7 separate regions of the Mus musculus genome follow, and regions 2, 3, 4, 5, 6 and 7 are each linked to region 1. A link is a contact called in public HiChIP or PLAC-seq, Micro-C and promoter capture Hi-C data. All regions are on one chromosome and are shown on one strand. The core of a region is the stretch at or near the end of the contact, and the rest is flanking DNA. Distances in the headings are between cores, read along the strand shown.

The links. Promoter capture Hi-C pulls out the DNA fragments that hold promoters and counts their contacts. Hi-C and Micro-C count contacts between places; a contact is called where the count stands out from the background. HiChIP or PLAC-seq counts read pairs in DNA pulled down with a chosen protein or histone mark. Capture Hi-C pulls out chosen DNA fragments and counts their contacts.
Region 2: a contact with region 1 is called in an H3K27ac HiChIP or PLAC-seq map of regulatory T cells, with 7 times the contacts expected there. The contact joins the promoter of 0610009B22Rik here to the promoter of 9530068E07Rik in region 1. A contact is called at or near these places in 9 of 39 promoter capture datasets (the C10 cell line, cranial neural crest, fetal liver and 5 more), 1 of 484 Hi-C or Micro-C datasets (CD4 T cells) and 4 of 115 datasets of contacts at active chromatin or transcription factors (bone marrow-derived macrophages, large pre-B cells, memory CD8 T cells and 1 more).
Region 3: a contact with region 1 is called in a promoter capture Hi-C map of hematopoietic stem and progenitor cells, with 3 times the contacts expected there. The contact joins the enhancer-like site here to the promoter of 9530068E07Rik in region 1. A contact is called at or near these places in 5 of 39 promoter capture datasets (frontonasal cranial neural crest, hematopoietic stem and progenitor cells, hippocampal neurons and 2 more) and 3 of 115 datasets of contacts at active chromatin or transcription factors (DN3 thymocytes, cardiomyocytes and stem cell-derived neural progenitor cells).
Region 4: a promoter capture Hi-C map of liver shows a contact between it and region 1, with 2.6 times the contacts expected there. The contact joins the promoter of Sar1b here to the promoter of 9530068E07Rik in region 1. A contact is called at or near these places in 5 of 39 promoter capture datasets (liver, neutrophils, pre-B cells and 1 more), 2 of 115 datasets of contacts at active chromatin or transcription factors (large pre-B cells and memory CD8 T cells) and 2 of 9 other capture datasets (liver and macrophages).
Region 5: an H3K27ac HiChIP or PLAC-seq map of DN3 thymocytes shows a contact between it and region 1, with 15 times the contacts expected there. The contact joins the enhancer-like site here to the promoter of 9530068E07Rik in region 1. A contact is called at or near these places in 10 of 39 promoter capture datasets (the 3T3-L1 cell line, 3T3-L1-derived adipocytes, HPC-7-derived erythroid cells and 7 more), 5 of 115 datasets of contacts at active chromatin or transcription factors (DN3 thymocytes, embryonic stem cells, kidney and 1 more) and 1 of 9 other capture datasets (adipose tissue).
Region 6: a promoter capture Hi-C map of hippocampal neurons shows a contact between it and region 1, with 4 times the contacts expected there. The contact joins the enhancer-like site here to the promoter of 9530068E07Rik in region 1. A contact is called at or near these places in 2 of 39 promoter capture datasets (the HPC-7 cell line and hippocampal neurons), 2 of 115 datasets of contacts at active chromatin or transcription factors (cardiomyocytes and stem cell-derived neural progenitor cells) and 1 of 9 other capture datasets (embryonic stem cells).
Region 7: a contact with region 1 is called in a Micro-C map of embryonic stem cells, with 2.6 times the contacts expected there. The contact joins the promoter of Jade2 here to the promoter of 9530068E07Rik in region 1. A contact is called at or near these places in 7 of 39 promoter capture datasets (the HPC-7 cell line, the SN4741 cell line, hippocampal neurons and 3 more), 1 of 484 Hi-C or Micro-C datasets (embryonic stem cells) and 1 of 115 datasets of contacts at active chromatin or transcription factors (pancreatic cancer cells).

Annotation. Positions count from the first base shown.
Region 1 is chr11:52,395,094-52,397,729 of GRCm38.p6, reverse strand. It overlaps 9530068E07Rik (RIKEN cDNA 9530068E07 gene), which reads right to left and starts at 1,302. Exons shown (of 3, transcript NM_153117.2): 1 at 1,127-1,302. The coding sequence starts at 1,262.
Region 2 is chr11:51,687,307-51,689,942 of GRCm38.p6, reverse strand. It overlaps 0610009B22Rik (RIKEN cDNA 0610009B22 gene), which reads left to right and starts at 1,309. Exons shown (of 2, transcript NM_025319.2): 1 at 1,309-1,395.
Region 3 is chr11:53,077,841-53,080,476 of GRCm38.p6, reverse strand. The region is part of intron 6 of Fstl4 (follistatin-like 4); the gene reads right to left. Among named protein-coding and RNA genes, the nearest start is that of Gm11186, 41 kb to the left of the region's middle. Within about 2 kb of position 1,341, at least 23 of the 459 cell types and tissues checked have an H3K27ac peak or open chromatin away from gene starts, as enhancers often do. A contact at or near this core is called in hematopoietic stem and progenitor cells, where this site is marked.
Region 4 is chr11:51,762,341-51,764,976 of GRCm38.p6, reverse strand. It overlaps Sar1b (secretion associated Ras related GTPase 1B), which reads right to left and starts at 1,314. Exons shown (of 7, transcript NM_025535.2): 1 at 1,186-1,314.
Region 5 is chr11:53,023,354-53,025,989 of GRCm38.p6, reverse strand. The region is part of intron 4 of Fstl4 (follistatin-like 4); the gene reads right to left. Among named protein-coding and RNA genes, the nearest start is that of Gm11186, 95 kb to the left of the region's middle. Within about 2 kb of position 1,344, at least 12 of the 459 cell types and tissues checked have an H3K27ac peak or open chromatin away from gene starts, as enhancers often do. A contact at or near this core is called in DN3 thymocytes, where this site is marked.
Region 6 is chr11:52,993,552-52,996,187 of GRCm38.p6, reverse strand. The region is part of intron 3 of Fstl4 (follistatin-like 4); the gene reads right to left. Among named protein-coding and RNA genes, the nearest start is that of Gm11186, 130 kb to the left of the region's middle. Within about 2 kb of position 1,292, at least 1 of the 459 cell types and tissues checked has an H3K27ac peak or open chromatin away from gene starts, as enhancers often do. A contact at or near this core is called in hippocampal neurons, where this site is marked.
Region 7 is chr11:51,856,367-51,859,002 of GRCm38.p6, reverse strand. It overlaps Jade2 (jade family PHD finger 2), which reads left to right and starts at 1,335. Exons shown (of 13, transcript NM_001357588.2): 1 at 1,335-1,692. The coding sequence starts at 1,565. It overlaps Gm30110 (a long non-coding RNA gene), which reads right to left. Exons shown (of 2, transcript XR_388628.2): 2 at 2,406-2,636.

The sequences.
Region 1 (2,636 bases), core at 53-2,552:
GGAAATCCTCATTACATTCTACCCAAGATATAAGAGCCTTGGAAAACCTAGTCTTTCCTCCCACAGACTCCAAAACCCTCCAGTTAGGGCAGTCAGCTGCCTGCTTTCAGTGCTGCTGAGGAAGGAAACTATGTATGCAACCCAGCACTGTAATAAAGGGACGGGTGATTGGCTGGAGAGTCTCCCTGGGCAAAGAAGGAAGTCAGCCCCAGTTCACATTAAGTTTTCATCTGAAAAAAAAAATCAATAAAGACTTGGGGAGAAAATGATTGCACGCTGGACAGAAAGAAAAATATGACTACTCAACAATGCTCAGTTTCTCCTGCTAAATCTCTGCCTCGGTTTACAGATTTCACTTTCAAGAACGGCTTTAATATCCTGATTTATGCTATAGCATCTGCAAGAAAAGAAAGTTTTTCTCAAATGAGGCGAGAGGGCGTTCGGTAAAACCTCAGCTCAAGGAAGGGCATCTGCCGCAGACACGCTCTCTCCCTTTGTTTCTAAACTCTACTCCTCCTCCAAGGCCCTCAGCCGGTCAGCGTCCCCGGACTCTGCCTCTACACCAAAAGCCCCAGAACTTCTCAGACCTCAGAGATGGAATCCACAAACAGCTCCTCCCCTCTTCCACTCTGGAACAGTCAATCAATTCAGTCCCAACACTGGGTCGCTGTCCCTATCTTTATCTCTGACCTCACCATTTCGAAGGGGAAAACAAAACAAAAACTTGCCTAGCCTTGCTTGTCCCTCTAACCTCAAGCATCTCTCTTAACATCACTCTCCCCAACTCCGACTATCTCTTCGGCCTGTTTCCTATCCAGTCTGCGAGATCTCTGTACTCCCCATTTTGGGGACCTCCCCCCTCCACACCGAGCGCCCTTCCTCCAGGGAGTGTATTCTCAGAGACTCCGTCCACGACACGGGGACTTCCCGTCCCCGCCCACCTACTCGGGTCTCTGAATCTCACAACCCCACTTCTCAGGCCTGGGGAGACCGCACTGGGAGCGCTTCCCAACTCGGGCCCAGCCCTGGGCGCGGGAACTCGGCCGGTGGGAACCACCGTGAGTCGGCGGCGCTCCGTCCCCGTCGGGCCCGACCCGGTCCCTCGCCGTCTCCCTGCGTTCATTACCAGAGCACAGGACGGGCACGAGCAGCAACGCCAGCACCAGAGATCGCGCCAGAGCCCCGAGGCCCCGGGCGCCCGGCCCGGGAGACAGCTTCTCTCGTGCAGCCCCGCACATTCTGCCCAGGGCGGAGGCGGCCATAACGGACTCGGCCCCCGAGCCTGCGCTGTTGCTAGGTTCTGCGAGGTGACGTCAGATACGCGTCCGAAGCGCACTCCCGAAGCAGCTACGTCCCGGCGTGATGACGTTGCATCTCTGAACCCGAAAGGTTAGCGTGGGAGTGTAGAAAAGGGTGCTTAAAAAAAAAAAAAAAAAAAAAGGCGAATGGGACGGATTTATTTTCAACTGGTGGTTTTTTGTTTTGCTCTGTGGTTTATCGTTGTCATCTTTGAGATGTATTTCAGGGGTCATCGCTTAAGAGCACTGGCTGATTCCCCCAGAGCTCCTGGGTTCGATTCCAAGCACCCCTGTATGTGAGGACTCACACCCATCTGTCCCAGGGTATACGGTGCCCTCTTTAGGCATCCTCAAACACTAGACGTATAACTGATGCAGAAACTCATAAGTAAAACAACTACACACAAGTTTAATACACTTAAGAAAGATTATATATATATATATGGAGCTGGAGAGAATGTTCAGCTGTTGAGAGCATTTGCTACTCTTGCAAAGGACTGGGTTTGGTTCCCAGCACTCAGATTAAACAGCTCACAGCCACCTCTAACTCCAGTTCCAGGGGATCTGACTATAAGACCTCTTTTGATCTCCACAGGCATTAGGCATATGGGGTACACAAACATATATGCAAGCAATCATTTCTGAATTAAAACTAGCCAGGTGTGATAGTGCATATCTTTAGTTTCAGCACTCAGGACGCAGAAGCAGGTAAATCTAAGTGAATTCGAGTCCAGCCTGGTCTACAAAGCGATTATAGAACAGCCAGGGCTACACAGAGAAACCCTGTCTCAAAAAATAATAATGATAAAATAAGCATTAAAGAAACAATAAAGAAAGAGTAAAATTGTGTGTAAGTTCAAATGCCCTCCAGTGCCAGAAGAGGGCGTCTACTCCCCTGGAGCTGGAGGTTGCTGTGATTATGAGCCACCCCATGTGGCTCCTGGGAACCACACCCTGGTCCTCTACAAGCACAATTGCTCTAAACTGTTGAATAATTTCTCCAGCACCCTTTTGGTTTTGGTTTTGAAACAAGATCTCAAGTGGCCCAGGCTGGCCTCAAAATTCCTTTTTTTTTTAATTTTATTTTTTAATTAGGTATTTTCTTCATTTACATTTCAAATGCTATCCCAAAAGTCCCCCATATCCCCCCCCACTCCCCTACCCACCCACTCCCACTTCTTGGCCCTGGCGTTCCCCTGTACTGAGGCATATAAAGTTTGCAAGACCAAGGGGCCTCTCTTCCCAATGATGGCCGAGCCGACTAGGCCATCTTATGCTACATATGCAGCTAGAGACACAAGCTCCGGGGGTACTGGTTAGTTCATATTGTTGTTCTAC
Region 2 (2,636 bases), core at 60-2,559, 710 kb after region 1:
CAAGATGACCAGAGGTTTAGGACAATGACTTTTTTGTGCCTTCAATTTTGAAGGGAGATGAAATGGATGGATAAACATGCTGCTTATGTAGAAGTGGGCAGGTACCTGACCAAAGCAAAGGAGATGTAAGAAATCAGTTTTGTTATTTATCTATCAAAGGTAGGTAGGTAGTCTGCCATTGGCCAATATTCCAAAAATTTTCTTCACTACCGCCAATAAAAGAAAGCTGCTTCACTCAAACAAACAAACAAACAAACAAACATCTTCTCCACCTAGTAAAGTTTTGTTTATAAACCTCATGCATCCTTTCTCCCTCCTGAATTCCCTGCTGCCTGGAATACAGACCTTTAACTCCATTCCTCTAAGCTTATTCTTTCAGAACTAGCCAAGCATGAAGGTCGGACCCCAGCCACTGGGGAAAAGACACCATGATTTTGATCCTGAAACACCTTTTTTACAAATAGAACGTGCCTTGTAGAGCTACTTCGCTTTGTTTATGTTTCTAGCAAACACAAAACGAAAACAGAAATGCCAAACTTTATCTTTAGTCACTCTGTGGCCCCAGAGAGAAGTCAATGATTTTTAGCCAAAGTAGCTTCGAAATGTCTGTTTAAGGGAAGAAGGAATTCAGGACGCCAACGCTAGATAAGTCTCACTATAATAAACACATAAGGAAAACCTGTGAACAATGCAGACATACACTTGAAAGAGCAGAGTCCTTGATGATTAACAGCACCTAACACCAGTGATTTGCGCCCTAAACCACCCTCCCATTACGCATTTCCGCCCACGCATACGGCCAGCACCGTCTGGACACAAGCGCCCGGTGCTGCAACCTCCATTTTGCTTTCTGGCATTCTTGTAGTTAAAAGCTCCGCCTCACTTGGCAGTCTGGTCCACATCTCCCGCCAGGCTTCCGGTCTCTACACCTCCAGGCGAACGTCAGTGACAACATAAGCAAGTACGCGTGCGGTGAAGGCAAGGATTGCTCTAAGAGCCAGAGGAGGCCCGCGGGGACCCCGACGTCCCATGAGGCCTTGACCCAAGATGGCGGACAAAACCCTTAGCGCAGCCTTGCTCAGAGACGCATGTGCGCATGCCCGGTCGACTGAGCTGCCCTGATCCAAGATGGCGGCCGGACCGGGGCTGGGGACGGGCTTAGCGCGTTACTGAGCATGCTCAGTCTTCCGTCACTTGCGTCAGGTCGGCAGCCGGCGCAGGCCGCTCAGTCCTTCCCGGAGAGGCGGGAACATGTACGCATGCGCAGTGAGCAGTCTCGGCTAGTCGGTGGGCGGAGCTACCCCGCGGGGTGGACGTTGAGTGTGTGTGATGGCCGGCTGACCTGCTTTCCTCTTTGAGCTTGTCTGCCCCTGAACTAGAGGGAAGTCGGCTTAGGTGAGGTATTTATAGTTGTCAAAATCCCGCACTCGCCTGTGATCCCAGCGCTCAGGAGCCCGGAGGGATTGCCTCAAGTGCTGTAGGACAGCAAGACCCTGCCCAAAGCAAAAAGTCGGGAGCTAGAGACTGGGAAAGTGGGGGCCGTCCAGGGAGGCTGGGCACATACAGTTCAGTCACTTTCGTGGGTGCGTACTTTGAGTTTTCCTTGGGATTTGTGGCTCAGGGGCAGAGCCCTTGCCTAGCACCTGGAGGTTTGGGATTTGGTCCCCAGCACCAGAAATAAACAGTTAAAGAGGGGCAGTGTAAGATAATCGCAGCACTGGAAAGGGGGAGCTAGGGTAAGGAATTCAAGCCATTTTCTGATACTTGTAGGCCAGTCTGGGCTTCATAAGACCTTTTATTTTATTTTTTAAAAAAGGTTAATAACAAAATAAAATAGCAAAATGTACGGGTTTATTTAATGGACTCTGTCATCGTGTTGTAAATGAATCTGTGGGTAAATAGATGTATCGCCATCTTTAATAGCCCCAAAGCAAGGATGACAGTCCATCCTAGTATCTTTAGTTATCCTTTGGCAGGTTCATCCATGTGTTTTAATGTGGTTTTCAGCCCTTGTCACCCTCTCATCCCACACCCACTGAACCCCCTTTCCCTTCTATTTTCATATCTATACATTTTTTAAAATTATTATTATTGTGGATGTATGTGACACATCATGGGAGTGCCTGCTTGCTATATGGTACATGTGTAAGAGAGGACAACTTTGTGAAGTTGATCATCTCCTCCTCCTCCTCCTGTCTTCTTTCTTCTTGTGACAGAGTCTCTTTCTGTAGCCCTGACTGTCCTGGAACTTGCTTTGCAGAACAAGCTAGCTTTGAACTCACAGATCCTCTAGCCTCTGCCTACTGAGTTCTGGACTGAGCATGCGTGTGTACCCACTGAGTTTAACTTGGGTATTTATGGGTAGGGGTTTATTTATGGAGCATACACAATTTAATGGTGGATACACCAATGAGGAAAAACGAGTCCCCTGAACCAGCAGCCATTATTTACTTGTTTTCAAGAATAGGTGAGATTCTTTAATTCTTCGGAAATTTTTAGTGGAAACTTAGGTCCTCTGAAAGAGCAACCAATGATCTTAACCACCAAGACCTCCACTGAAAGCCTTGATTAAATTCCTAAAGCTATAGTTTTTATTTTATGACGTGTCTCTTAAACGATAGTCCCTTATCCTGGGT
Region 3 (2,636 bases), core at 92-2,591, 680 kb before region 1:
GAAAGAAAGAAAGAAAGAAAGAAAGACCAAGACTGTAGAATCATGGCTGTGTCAAGTGTCCAGCCTTGGGAGGCCCACTTTTGTATCCATTACTTTCTCACTGCTATGGCTCAACTCCTGACAAGGGGCAGCCTAAGAGAAGCAATGACTTGGGCTTATGTTTGATGGTGTGGTTTATCCAGGCAGGGATAGCACAGCAGCAGCAGTATGTAAGGGTGTACTCTGAGTGGGTCAGGAAGACAGGACAGGAAGTTGAGCTGGATCATAAAACTTAAGACCACCCCCACTCCCAGCAAACCACCTCCTCCATCTAGGTCCCACTTCTGAAAAGTTCTTCAGTTTCCTGAAACAGTGCCACCAGGTGGAGACAGAGTGTTGGTGCATGCACCCGTGGGGGACATTCCACATCCAAACCATAATTGCCTTTCAGGTGTGCTTCCTCATACTTCAGAGCATCTGGTCATCACCAGGTGCCTCACACTCCCTGCCAGCCACACCCACAAGAAATCAGGGGTCCAAGGGCAGACCAAACAATCAAGTAGGGTGCTGGGGGTTTCACTCTGTGTTATAAGTTTTACCTCTGGGCTTTTGCTTGGAGCCTTGGAGGCAACCTTGGGCATACAAGGATCCTCACTGAGATATAGGCTTTGGATAGCTCTGGCTTGCATATCCCAAGCCTCCCCAACACTACCATTTAGGGGAGCAAGCTTGGAAATCAGAAGTATGACCTTCGGTGCTGAATTGCGCATTCAAGTTCCGACAAAAGCTTTGCAGAAACAGTGAGATTCATGATGGCAATACGGCGCTATCCTGTAAAAGGCTGACATTTCAATTGTTCTCATTTATATCTCTGTAACCAAATCTTTTGCCTCCTCTGCAGCCACTTTAAAGTATTTACTAATATTCAGAGAGCTCTGTGCAGAATTTTTAGTTTCTCTATGATATACAAAGTCAGGCTGGGCTGTGTGAACCCATGAACATGAAGTGGCTCTGCAGCTCCAGGAGAATGATGGTAGAAGTGTCTATTCACCCAACCCTGCCCCTCCCTCCAAGAGTAAGTTTTAAAAAAACACACCAAAGCATCATATTTTAATGAGGTGGTTTTTTTTTTTTTTTGCAATTTGTGTATAATAGATTTTCAATAAGAACCTGTAATTAGTTAATTTTCTACTATTCAGTTGCTCTGCACTGAGGCCATTGAGAGCTTCCAGCTGGGATCTTTAAAAAAGGAAGGACTGAGTTCCAGACAATGGCAGAAAACGTTGAGCCTCACAATGCAGTTACAGTCCTTAGGAGGAAACCACTGAGATGAGAAAGAGGCAGTGTGGTTTTGAGACTTCAAGGTGGACAGAGGAGGAGGAAGGAGAGGAGAGGAGGAGGAAGAGAAGCAGAGGCAAGCCCAGGGCAGTCTCTGGGCTCCCAGATAATGGGGTGTAGGGCTTGGCCCATGTGAGGGGGCATGAGAAAGATTTCTTGGAGGAGGAGTCTATTGGGATCACCTTGAAGTGTGGGGGACAGCATGCTTCTCCCTGGAGAATGCAGAGGGGAATGCCAAGAATGTTTAAATACACGAGAAGGTTGTAGAATCATGTGCATGGGCCATCCCAGTTCTGTGACTTGCTGGTGGTGTGACCTCAGGTTGGATACTTGAACTTCACTGAGTTTCTTTCTTTAGCTGAGAAAGCGATACAGCACACAGTGCTGGCTCATGTTGAACACTAGGTGTCTCTCTGACTGTAAGAGCCCATTATCTACAGTGATAACTGATCAAACACAGACCCTGAGTGAGGGTGGTGTGCTGGCTCTGAACCCATCCTCTAGCCTGGCCTCACTGCTCAAAACCTAGGGCTAAATGTCAAGGATGAAGCAATATCCGCCTACAATTGCAGTCAAGCCCACCCTTTGTGGTTAACCAGCCGGAGAGAGCTGGTTGGACGTTTGTGGCTGTCTTATTTCACCACCTTGGTGATGAGGAGTCTGAGGAGGTTGGTATGGAAGCCTAGGATGGTGGCAGCCATTATTGGTTCCAGGGGATAAGATGTGCACAGCCGGACTCAGCCTCCCTCCCACTTTGTAGCAAAGATGATGGAAAACCATGTGCAACGTCCTAGTCCGTCTGATTCAGAATCGCTTGGTTACAAGAGCCAGGCCGTAAGGAGATCAAAGTTTTCTTTTCCTTTTCTGTATGCCTAGGGCCCCCAAGTTCCAGAGGGAGGCTTGGGTCTGATTCCCACCCTGTCAGCACCTTGGGGTCCCTGGTGACCTGGAATGTTACCACGTGAAGCTCATGTGGCTGCTTAAAACCTGCTTCCCCCCACCCCCAATCCACATGTTTGCTGGGCTTGCCCTCAGAGGATTAATTAAGCGGACAAGTATCTTTCTAAAAAAGTAGGAGACACTGATAATGAATTTAAAGAGAGGGGAAAAAAATAGTTCTCACTTAAGTGACCTGCTTTTCCCCCACGATCCCAACTTGAACATTCAGAAAAGTGTAAAAACATGCGGAACTGAGAAGCTTTTTTTTTTTTAGGTGAGCGACTTTTAAGTTAATTGACTGTGATGAACAGTGAGGACTAGCTTGCAACCTGCTTTCCAGTAGCCCTGGAGCCTGGGTCTCTGCCACAGCAGGGACAGGT
Region 4 (2,636 bases), core at 65-2,564, 630 kb after region 1:
TCCTGCTTACATTTCTACTCCAATAGCACAAGGCAGAGGAAATCTAGAGTTCACCGTATTCAAACTGCAAAACTTCACAACTACAGAATCGCTTCTCTAACATCCTGACAACAAGGACACTTTCCTTTTCTGTAAACTCAGAAATGCCTGGGAGCAGCTTAACTCTGAGACCAATTTTGTTTTCTTGAGATAAGATCTTCGAAGGCAGACTTGGCTCAAATGATGCCCCTGCCCTCTTGAGTAGGTGGAATTGTAGGGTCAGAGTGCCTGCCTATGTTCAAACAAAAATTTTTTAAAGGTCAAAATATTGTGGTCACAAACCCAAATGTACCAAAAGGTGCAATGGTAGGCATGCATTGCCCTGTTTGACTGATGACACTCATCATTGGCAAACTGTAAAATCACCCTTATTGGTCACCTGTAAAATAATTGACAGGGGTGTCTTCCTTAGCAGACTGCGGTGCTGTACAGGTGGCACCTTCTTTTTCACTGTAACTACTCTGACCAATATTTAAACAAAGGACACAGACATTCAAGGTAAGATGACACCCACACAGAGCTTGATTTAAGAATGTTCAAATACGTGACAGTAAGTTCAATTTACTTCATCCCAATACGTTAAACTCCTAATAAATTTTTTTCCTTCAGTTAACAAGACTACACTTGAACCTTTCAAAATAAATTTTATCTTATCGTAAAATCTTGACTTTTCCCCCCATTAGTATCTTTCCCCTTCATTCAACCCGGCTTGAGCTATACGGTAAGTACGGAGAATGAGGAGGCCCAGTGACCGCCACACTTACTGGGACAACACAGAGCCGTCCTAGCCTCTCCAGCTGTCTATGACCCCTAATTCGCTCATCCTACCAAATGGGGAAACTGAGGGCCAGGGGAAGGAAAAGAGTCTCGCGTGCGGTACTCTCACTCTTTCCTGAAATACTTGCCCTGTGGCAACCACTGTTTTACCCCTAGAGCCACTAGAGCGGTTTCCGCAGGTAGGGATCGGTGTTGTCCCTCACCCTGCGTGAAAAAAACAAAACAAAAACAAAACCCAAAACAACAGGCTCCCTGTTCGCGAAGGACCCGAGACAAGAGCTCTGGGTGAGTGGGCAGCATAAAGAGTGGCCTTCCGAAGGGCCACAGCTGTCGCCCGCTCTCTTGCCCGACGAGGGCACTGCCACTCACCTGCGACTTCAGAGAACGCAACCCTGCTCCGTGCCCGTCCTACACGCTCCAAGCCGGCTGTGCAAAGCGCTATGGCTGCCAGGGCCCCAGCTCTTCTCAGCTCCTTCCGGGTCGGCGGGTGCCTCGCTAGTGACAGTCCGCAGGTCCCAGGCCCCGCTCGCCCTCAGTTCCGCCTCCTTGCGGTCTCGCCACCAATCCCTGTGCTCCGGACCACTTCACTCCAACCCCAAGAGGCATGTGAGATTTTTTTTTTGGGGGGGGGGGGTTGTTTGTTTGTTTGTTGGTTGGTTTTTCGTTTCTTTGTGTAGTCCTGGCTGTCCTTGAACTCACTTTGTAGACCGGGCTGCCTCAAACTTAAGAGATCACCTGCCTCTTAAAGGTATGGGTCACCACCACCACCAGGCTGTTTCTTTCTTTTCCCCCCTCTCAGTAATAGGGGGTTGCAGTCCACCACCAAAACGCATTTGCCACCCTTTAGTTATTTTAATGTTGAAACAGGATCTCACAAAGTTGCTCAGGCAAGTCGTGAATGTATCATCTTCCTGCCTTTGCTTCTGAGAAACTGGGATTGCAACCTTGTAGCACCAGGTCCAACTTGGCATCTCTTTCCTAAAACTACATCTTTTGAGTGACCCTTGAGTTTATGCTAGGATATGTTTTACTTCCTGCAATTCTTTGGAAAGCCCACACCCTGCTCTTGGACGTGTCTCATTTGTCCTCTGAACATCCCTTGCTCTTAACCCTCGTGCTCAAGCCTATATTAAAATGTCTTTCTTAATTTCCACCTAAATACACCTTTTATAGGGAGATGGCTGGAAATAGAGCTCAATGGTAGAATGCCTGCCTTAGATTATAAAATACTCTGAGTTCAGTCCCCTGTAACACACACACAAAAGTGGGTCCTGTTTGTCTTGTTTGAGAAAGGGTCTCTCTACATAGCCACTCTACATCTGCCATCAAGTGACAACTAGGAGTTTAATCCCTGGAACCCACAAACTGAATAAACAGAATCAACTCCTGGGAAAGTTGTCATCTGACTTCCACAAGTACACCACACTGAACAAAGGGTGACATGTTTATTATTTAAAGTATGGAAGAACAGAAAAATAAAAACTCAGATCATTTTTTTGAAGAATCTCAATCGTACCATATTACCAGTTTTTATTTCATGGGCAGAGTTGTAAAATACAACACTTAAGTCAGGCAGTGGTTGCAAATGTCTTTAATCCCAGCACTTGGGAGGCAAGGGCAGGTGGATTTCTGAGTTTGAGGCCAGCCTGGATTACAGAGTAAGTTCCAGGACAGCCAGGGCTATACAGAGAAACCCTGTCATAAAAAGAAGAAGAAGAAGAAGAAGAAGAAGAAGAAGAAGAAGAAGAAGAAGAAGAAGAAGAAGAAGAAGAAGAAGAAGAAGAAGAAGAAGGGGAGGAGGAGGAGGAGGAGGAGGAGGA
Region 5 (2,636 bases), core at 95-2,594, 630 kb before region 1:
GACAGGAGAGAGCAGAGGGCTCAGCTCAGTGCCAGCTGGTGCTCACTAGGGTGGCCATGCTCTTGAATGGTCCCAGTCAGGACTGTGTCATTACTCAGTCCTTCTGGTCACCATCTGCCAGGCCTCCCAGACACATTTCCTAGAGCCAGCAGGACCCCTACTTCCAGGCATGTGGATGTGTATGCGCGCGTGCGCGAGCGTGTGTGTGTGTGTGTGTGTGTGTGTGTATCTTGGTTAAAAACCAATGAGGGCAGTCACAGAGATTCTGCTTCATTTTAGGCTCATTTTAAGTGACACTCAGAGAAAGAGCCATGAAGCCTGGTTGTATCAAAAACAGGTGCTCCAGTAGCATCCTTTTTACAGGATGTGGCTTGGGACAAAGTCTGAACAGCCTTTGTGTCATTTAAAGCTAGATAACCTATTTAGACCTCTGGAGGGCTTCAGATTTTTCCTGATGGAGCTACCCAAAGGGTTAGCTGGCACCTTCAACTTTGGGCTTTGGGGACTGGGAAAATCTTCCAGAGTGTTGACTGCCTTGCAACATCCTGAGAATAATCAAATGAACCCTGAGTGACGGTGCACACATGGGATCATCATACAATAATCTGTCTCTGGAGTAAGAGACCTACTATGTGCAGACAAGAATAACCAATGTGGGATTCGAGCTGCAACAGTCTGCTTTGTGGCCAAGGGCATGCATGTGGTTTCAGCCTGCAGCACTGCCTTCTCGCAAGGACTCTACCAGCAGAGGTAGTCACAAGCCAGAGGGAGGAATGAACAAGACTGCAGCCAAAGGCTTTGCTCAGAATAAAGTGGGCATTGTCTGTAAGCAGGTCCTTAATGGGTGCATGCTGAGCAAATGCTGTGCTTCATCCTCTCTGCTAGGGAACCCCTGACCATCACCTAGTGGGTGTTGTCCAGCATGGGAACACAGGTGCCCTAACCTCCCTGCAGTGCGGAATTCTCAGTGTGAAGCATTATCTGGCTCTACCCACAACAATGCTCTTCTCTGTGTGGGAGCATTGATTAAAAATCTGTGTAATGGGTGACTTCTGTGTGCATCTAGGCAGTTTCTTCAGCATTGAAACATTCCTTCCAAAAGGGAGGAGACGGAGACTCACAAGATTAAAGAGGTGCCTGGGGAAGCTGAAACTTGCAGGATTCATTAGGACTCCTCCTCAAGCTTACAGAGATAGAAAATAACTGCTGTGCAATGGGGAAAGACTCTGACCAGGGGAGCTCCAGGGAGCGGATTCTTCTGCCCATCAAGCTGCCTACAAGCTGTGCAGAGAGCTCCGGGTCACAGCTCTCATGAGCTGTCACCAGCGTTAGGCGGGCTCTTCGGCAGACAGCTGCTCCCCAGTTCCCCATTCTTGTGACCTCCCACCCACACACCAGAGACTAACCCCAGTAAAAGCTCTTCAGTTCACCAAGTCTTGGTGCAATCACCACTTCAGTGAGCAGTGGCTTCCCTTTCTAGGCTGAGGAGACCTGTGCTGTGTCTTCCCAGGAAATGTTTCTCACAGAACAACACAGGAGGGGCGGCCACATGTAGGTTCACAGGAACAGCAGTGTAGACAGAGGGCAGGCACACACTGCTTGGTCGGCAGAGTTGGGCACAGACCCCAGAAGTGCTTGCTCCCAAGTGTCTTCTCAGATCGATGCTTTCCCACAGTAGCTATCCTCAGAAGCACAGATATAAGGGAGACATCTCTTCTCTCTCTCTGAGCTGAAATGGAAATCCCACAGGAAAAGGAACCCTGACCCTCCTGTCAATCAAGGTCATCCTGCCCCGAAGGGTAATTAGAAAGGGTGATTTCACAGGGCCCCAGGAAGGTGCTTTTGATCTGTCCCTAATGAGTCTTCTACTCTGTGCTGGCCAGTCCCTCCTCCAACTGTCCACTAAGGTAGAGCCTAAACAAAGAGATTCGTGCCTTTGTATAAAGAAACAGTGTTGGGTGTGGTGGCGCACACCTGTCATATCAGCATCCAGGAAGTGGAGCCAGAAGGACTGTGGGCTTGAGGCTAGCTTGGGCTACATTCAGAGTTCAAAGTCAGCTTAGGTTACACAGTGGAACTCAAAAATATCCCAACAAGCCAAGAAAAGAGATATGAGGCAGACTTATTTAGACCTCCCCCCCTCTCTGGATAAAGTGAGAATGATCCTAGCAAGGGAGCCCCCATGAGACAGACACCAGGTTGACCAGCACCTCCATCATGGACTTCCTGGTCTCCAGGACTGTGAGAATAAATCTCTTTAAAGTATTCGGTCAGTATTGTGTTTCAGCGGCCAGATGGACCGAGATGCCACTTGTTTTAAAAAATTCAGGCTCATGACGTGGGCCTAGATACGAGAGGGAAGTTTGGAATCTCAGTCTTTTAGAAGTGGACAGCAACTTGAGTGGCTATCAGACTTGCGTACCCATATGAGAATGGCTGGCTGTGGTCTATAAGCACTAACGGTTCTGATACATCCATCTCTCTTTAAGGCATTCCCTGCAGACCTGCAGTGAGCTCCCCATCTGGTGGGGAGACCTTTGCCCAAGAAACTCATGGTTTGAATGAAGACATCAGTGTGTAAAGTGCTATTCTGAAAAACCAGTGTGCCTGTGTGTGTTATATAAACACAAAGAAAA
Region 6 (2,636 bases), core at 43-2,542, 600 kb before region 1:
TCTAGATCAGTGTTACAGACCTGGTGGCCAGAAGCTCTGAGCTTGCCTGTATGAGGTGTGACTCAGTACTAGCCTGAGCCCCACCAGAGGCTGTTCAAGGTGGGTGAGTTCCAGGATTGCACCTGTAACAGTGAGTGTGGCTTCCTCGTAGCACAGTACACTTGAGAACTCAGTGGGTTATTTTGCTTCCAAACTCTGGCTCCTTGGTCCTCAGCAAGATGAGTGTTCCCATCTCAGAGATGGCGTCCAGGGTGACACATGGAAAAGCTACAGTTGAACGTTGCCTTCAAGAGTCATGCTGGCATGCGCTATGATTGTGACAGAGCTGAAGAGTCTTTCAGAGGTGGCTAGGGCACTGACTGGCTTCATACTGCTGTAGCAACTATCTGACAAAGCAGCTCACAGAAGGAAAGCTTTTCTTTGGCCCACAGTTTGATGGCACAGTCCATCACAGCAGCAGGAATGTGAGGCAGCTGGTCACACTGCATCCACACTCAGGAAGCAGACTGACAGATGCTGGTCCTCAGCTCACTCTCATCTAGTCTGAGGCCCCAGCCCCTAGGACAGTGTCATATTCAGTGTAGGTCTTTCCTCCTTACCTAAACCTTTCTGGAAACATCCTTACAGAAGGGATTCTAAACCCAGTCAAGGTGACAGAGAAGATCAACCATGACAGTCACAATTGCATGAGTGCCACCATAGTAGTGAGGTGGTCACCCAGGTAGGTTCCTGGTCAACTCATCTCAGCATGTCCTCTGCCCTCTCCTGCCTTCCTGTCTGTCCTATCATGAAGCAGTGCAGAGACCATGCTCTTGGATTTCTTTCAGCTTCCTGAAACAAGACCACACAGATTTCTTTTGTTTATAATCTACCCAGCCTACGGTATTCTATTAATGCAAGAGGAAACAGTCTAGGATGAGGGGAGAGCCACTCATGTTTCCACCCGGGATGTGGACTCCTGGCTGATGTGTTTTCCTCAGTGTTGTGTCTCTGTGTCTAGAATTCTTCTCCTGCTTGGTACAGATGGTGGCCCCGCCTTTCCCTCCACTTGTCTTGGAAGTGGCTGTTCCATCGCTCAGAGAGAACCACCTGCCTCCTGACCGCCATCAGTGCTTATACAAAAGACCCCAGGATGAGATCCTAAAATTCACATACACCCTGTGGGTCACAGAGATGCTCTGAGGAAACCACTCACTGCTGAGCCCAAAGGAGTGAGTGAGTTGGATACAGAAGATAGAGGAGCACACACAGCACCCAGAACCTCCAGAATCTTGTCTGCCATCTGCTACAAACCCTAGCCTGGCACAACAGCGGCCTCCAGCTTCTGCTGGCAGAGAAGTCCATGAGAGTACATGATCCCTATGGGTGGCTGGGTGAATGCTCGATCATTTATGCATTGGTTGTGTGTGTGTGTGTGTGTGTGTGTGTGTGTGTGTACATATGTGCACATGCACGTGTATGCACGAGTATGCAAATTCATAAGTGGAAGCCAGAGGTCAATCTCAGGGATTATAGGTGTCATTCCTTTTAATATTTTGTTTTAAAAGAAGTTCTTAAATATTTTTATTTATGCGAGTGCATGAACACTTGCATAAGTTATACACACCATGTACATGCAGATGCCAGTAAAGGCTAGAGGGCATTGGATTCCCTGGAATTCAAGTTACAAGCAAGTCTGAACTACCGATGTGGGTGTTGGGAACCAAACCCAGGCTCTTCCTAAGAGCGGTGACTGCTTTTAACTGCTGCACCATCTCTCCAGCCCCAGTCCCCACCCCCAGCCCCTTTAAGACAGGGTCTCTTTCACTGGGGCTGGGGGGGTATTGATAATTAGACTATCCTGGTTCAGTCCGTCAGTCCCGGATCCTCCTGGTTCACATATGTGCCAGTGCACCTGGCTTTGCACATGGATGAACTCAGGTCCCCAGGCTTGCATGGCAAGCATTTTCCCTACTGAGCCATCTCCTCAGCTGTGGTCACATCTTATTCACCAGGAAGAGACTGGTCCTGTGGGCAGAAACGAGGTAGCTGGGCAAGGCTTACTGCCAGTGCATGACCTACACAGGCTGAGGACATCGGGACCTCTAGGTTACCTTTCTCACTGGGATGAATTACTTGTATCATCACTGGAGTAAATGTTTAAGTTCGCACGTAACCTCATAGTCCAGGCTGTTGAGGAATGGTAAGCGTTGAGCTGAACAGAGACCTCTCACTTAGGTCAGGGCTTTGGCTTATGTCGGCCTATTAAACAGGGCACCAGGGTGACACTATGAGGCCTTGTCTTATTCACGGGGAGCCGGGCCAGGGCTCTCATCCTTCCCAAACTGAGTGCTAGTCTCAACCTCACAATGAGACTCCAGAAAAGGAGGAGGGCCGTGGGGCTCCAATCACTAAGCTTGGCTTTAGAGAAATTGCTCTTTGGAGAGGTACTATGGATGGGGCTGGGGCTGGGGCTGGGGCAGAGCCAGAGGCCCAGGCACCATGGATGTACAATATCACTGAGCCGTGCCAAAACTTGTCTCGGGACTTAAGAGTTCCCTCAGCTACCCTCAAGCAACCACACACTTGAACCTTTATTTACCAGGCCTATGCTCCTAGGTGCTTGGTAGTAGCCATGTGACCCAAGACAAGCGCCT
Region 7 (2,636 bases), core at 86-2,585, 540 kb after region 1:
CCGGCTAGCCGCCCGACAGCCCGCCCGCCTGGCGAGCGCAGGCTCTTCTTCCAGAAACTGCGAGGATTGGAGAGCACTGTTTGTGCACCACAAGGTCAAGTCGGGAAGTGGAGTCGGAGGAGGAGGGGCGAGAACGAGAGGGTGGGGAGAGGGGCGCCCCGCTTCTCTGCCAAGTACCAGCCCTGGGAAGTTGCCCCTCGGTTTTTAACCCTTTGCGGCTATAAGATGCACGAGGCAGAAGGAAGGGGGTACCCCGGGGCAAACTCCTCCTGAGGCTAGGACATGTTGCCACCCTGCTAGCCACCCACCCATCACAGTGCGCCTCACCCCCCCTCCGGAAATGCAGGGCAGCACCAGGCGCCAGGAGGCACCCGCGAGGGGGAGGGGGCAACAAGCCCAAGAAGGGACCCCCTCCCCTTAAGGACAGCCCCTCTCTTCCGGAGGTCGCCCACAATTTCAACTTTCCCTGCCTAGGATGCTAGTTTGCATTTGGTGTGGGTGGGGGAGGAGGACCGCGCCCCCTCCCCCAGCCCCTTGCGCGCCCCTCCCCTGCACTCCTGCCAGCACTTTCTGCTCACTTCTGGCGCTGCAAAAAACGCCACGCGATTTATTCGATTTCGATTTTAAAACCAGTGATTCCGAAACCGGGCGGAGGGCGAGGGTCTTCCAGCACCAGAGTCCCTGGGGGTGGGGCGGGCGAGCTGGGTACTCCGTGCAAGCCTCGTTTCCTCCGCGAGTGTCGCCTCCAAGCTGTTATTTGCAAAGAAACGTCTTTTTGACGCAGGGAGAAATGGCAAATTTTAAGTACGTCATTAATATGGCGCCAAAAGATTTTTTTAAGTATAAGCTTGCTTTTTTTTTTTTTTAAAGGTTGTGGGGGGCTCCGCCTGGGTCTGGGGCGCGAAGGGGGCGGGGTGTGAGCAGAAAGTGTGAGTGAGCGAGTGGAGGGGCGGGGTATGTGTGTGAGTGTGTGAAGTGTGAGCCGACCTGATGGGACTTGCACGGGCTCAGCCGGCGCTCGGGCCCGGCCCTGGGGACAGGGCGGGTTGGGGGCGCCCCGGAGTCCACGAGGAGTCCGGGCCCGCGTGCAGGCGGGCGGGTGACCGTGTAGGGCACCCCCCCGGGGGGGCCGCAACGCTACCTGGGACTGTCGCCGGAGCCAAACAACTGGGAAGGGGGGGGGGAACACGACAGGGGGGTGCCGGGAGCGGAGATCCGAGTGAATTAGAAAAAAGTGGCTACTCCCCCTCCCTCTCTTCTTGCCCGCCCCCACCCCACCCCACCCCCACCCCAACACATTTTTTCCCCCTCTAAAGAGATCACAAGGAAGTCTTGGTTTAAAAAGAAACAGAAACATACACAGGGGGTTGGTGAATGGTGCCGACCGCGGCCATCGCAGTTGGAGGCTATTTTTTTGGGGGGTGAGTAGCGTCCATGGAGTTACTTTGCGCCCACTCCTAGTGGCACCAGCTCTGAGCTGGAGGGCTGACCATCTTCCCAGCAGGGGTGCGGGGCTTGGGGGGCGCCGCGGCCCGGTCGCCTCCCTCGCCACGACCCCGGATGGATGCGCGCCCCCCGCCCTCCCGCGCCGGCCCCAGGAGCTCCTGGCTTCGGGAGCATCCTTCCCGCGCCGGCCCCCGCCGCCGCGCGTAGCCGAGGGCAGCGCCCCTCGGGAGGGCACCGCGGAGCAAGGTAAGAGCCAGCCCCCAGCGGATGGGCCCTGCGCATCTCCACGGCATTATTTTGTGGGCTTTTTTTTTTTTTCAACAGATCTGCCAGTGCTCCTCGCTCCCTCTCTCTTGCTCGCTCGCTCCCTCTCTCGCTGGCTGCCTGTTCTAGGAAGCCAGCGCGGGGGGTGGGGGGGGGGGACGCACAGCACTGGGGAGAGAGATTGCGCATGTTGGTCAGCCGTGTTTTAAAGAGTACAGTGCGGGGAGGCTGAGAGGGGCGCATGCAACAACTTTTGGAAGGGTGAGCCTGGCGACCTTCTTTATTAATGACTGCGGCAAAGCGCCCCTGGGCCGGCGAGGGGGCGCGGGCGGGTGGGGGCGCTGGGGCTGCAACTTGCCTCGCGGGCTCCGGCCGGCCCGAGGGGCTGCGGCGCTACCGGGGTGCGGGGTGGGGAGGCTGAGTGGCGGGCACCGGGGCACGGGAAACCTGGAGCTATCTGCCCTTCTGTCTCCCGAGTTTCATTTTGTTGATACGCAGCACGTCCGGGTGCCGAACCGGGCTGAGCCGATGCACATGACCCCGCACTGGGCTCACGTGCAGCCGGTCCAGTCCTAGACACCTTCCGGGGGCCACCGCCTCCGCCCTGCGCCCCCTTTCCAGGCTGGGTGCACGAGGGAGCTGCACGCGGGGGCAGCATGCTCGGTTCTTGGGTTCAGAGGCATTGCACAAATTAGTTTTTTTTTTTTTTCTTCTTAAGGGGCGGGGGACAACGTTCCCAGGTGAGTGCTGGGTGCGCAGTCCAGGCAGCCAGGGTGCATACTGGGGTAGTGGACAGCAGCTCTCCGGTGCTGCGCGGGAGTCCGGTGGGGGAGAGGCACCGCGAGAGTGGAAATGTACCGGCGACGGCCGGAGCGGCGGGTGCGCGCTCGCGGGGCGACGGCAGGGGGCGTGGCCCTTGTTTACCT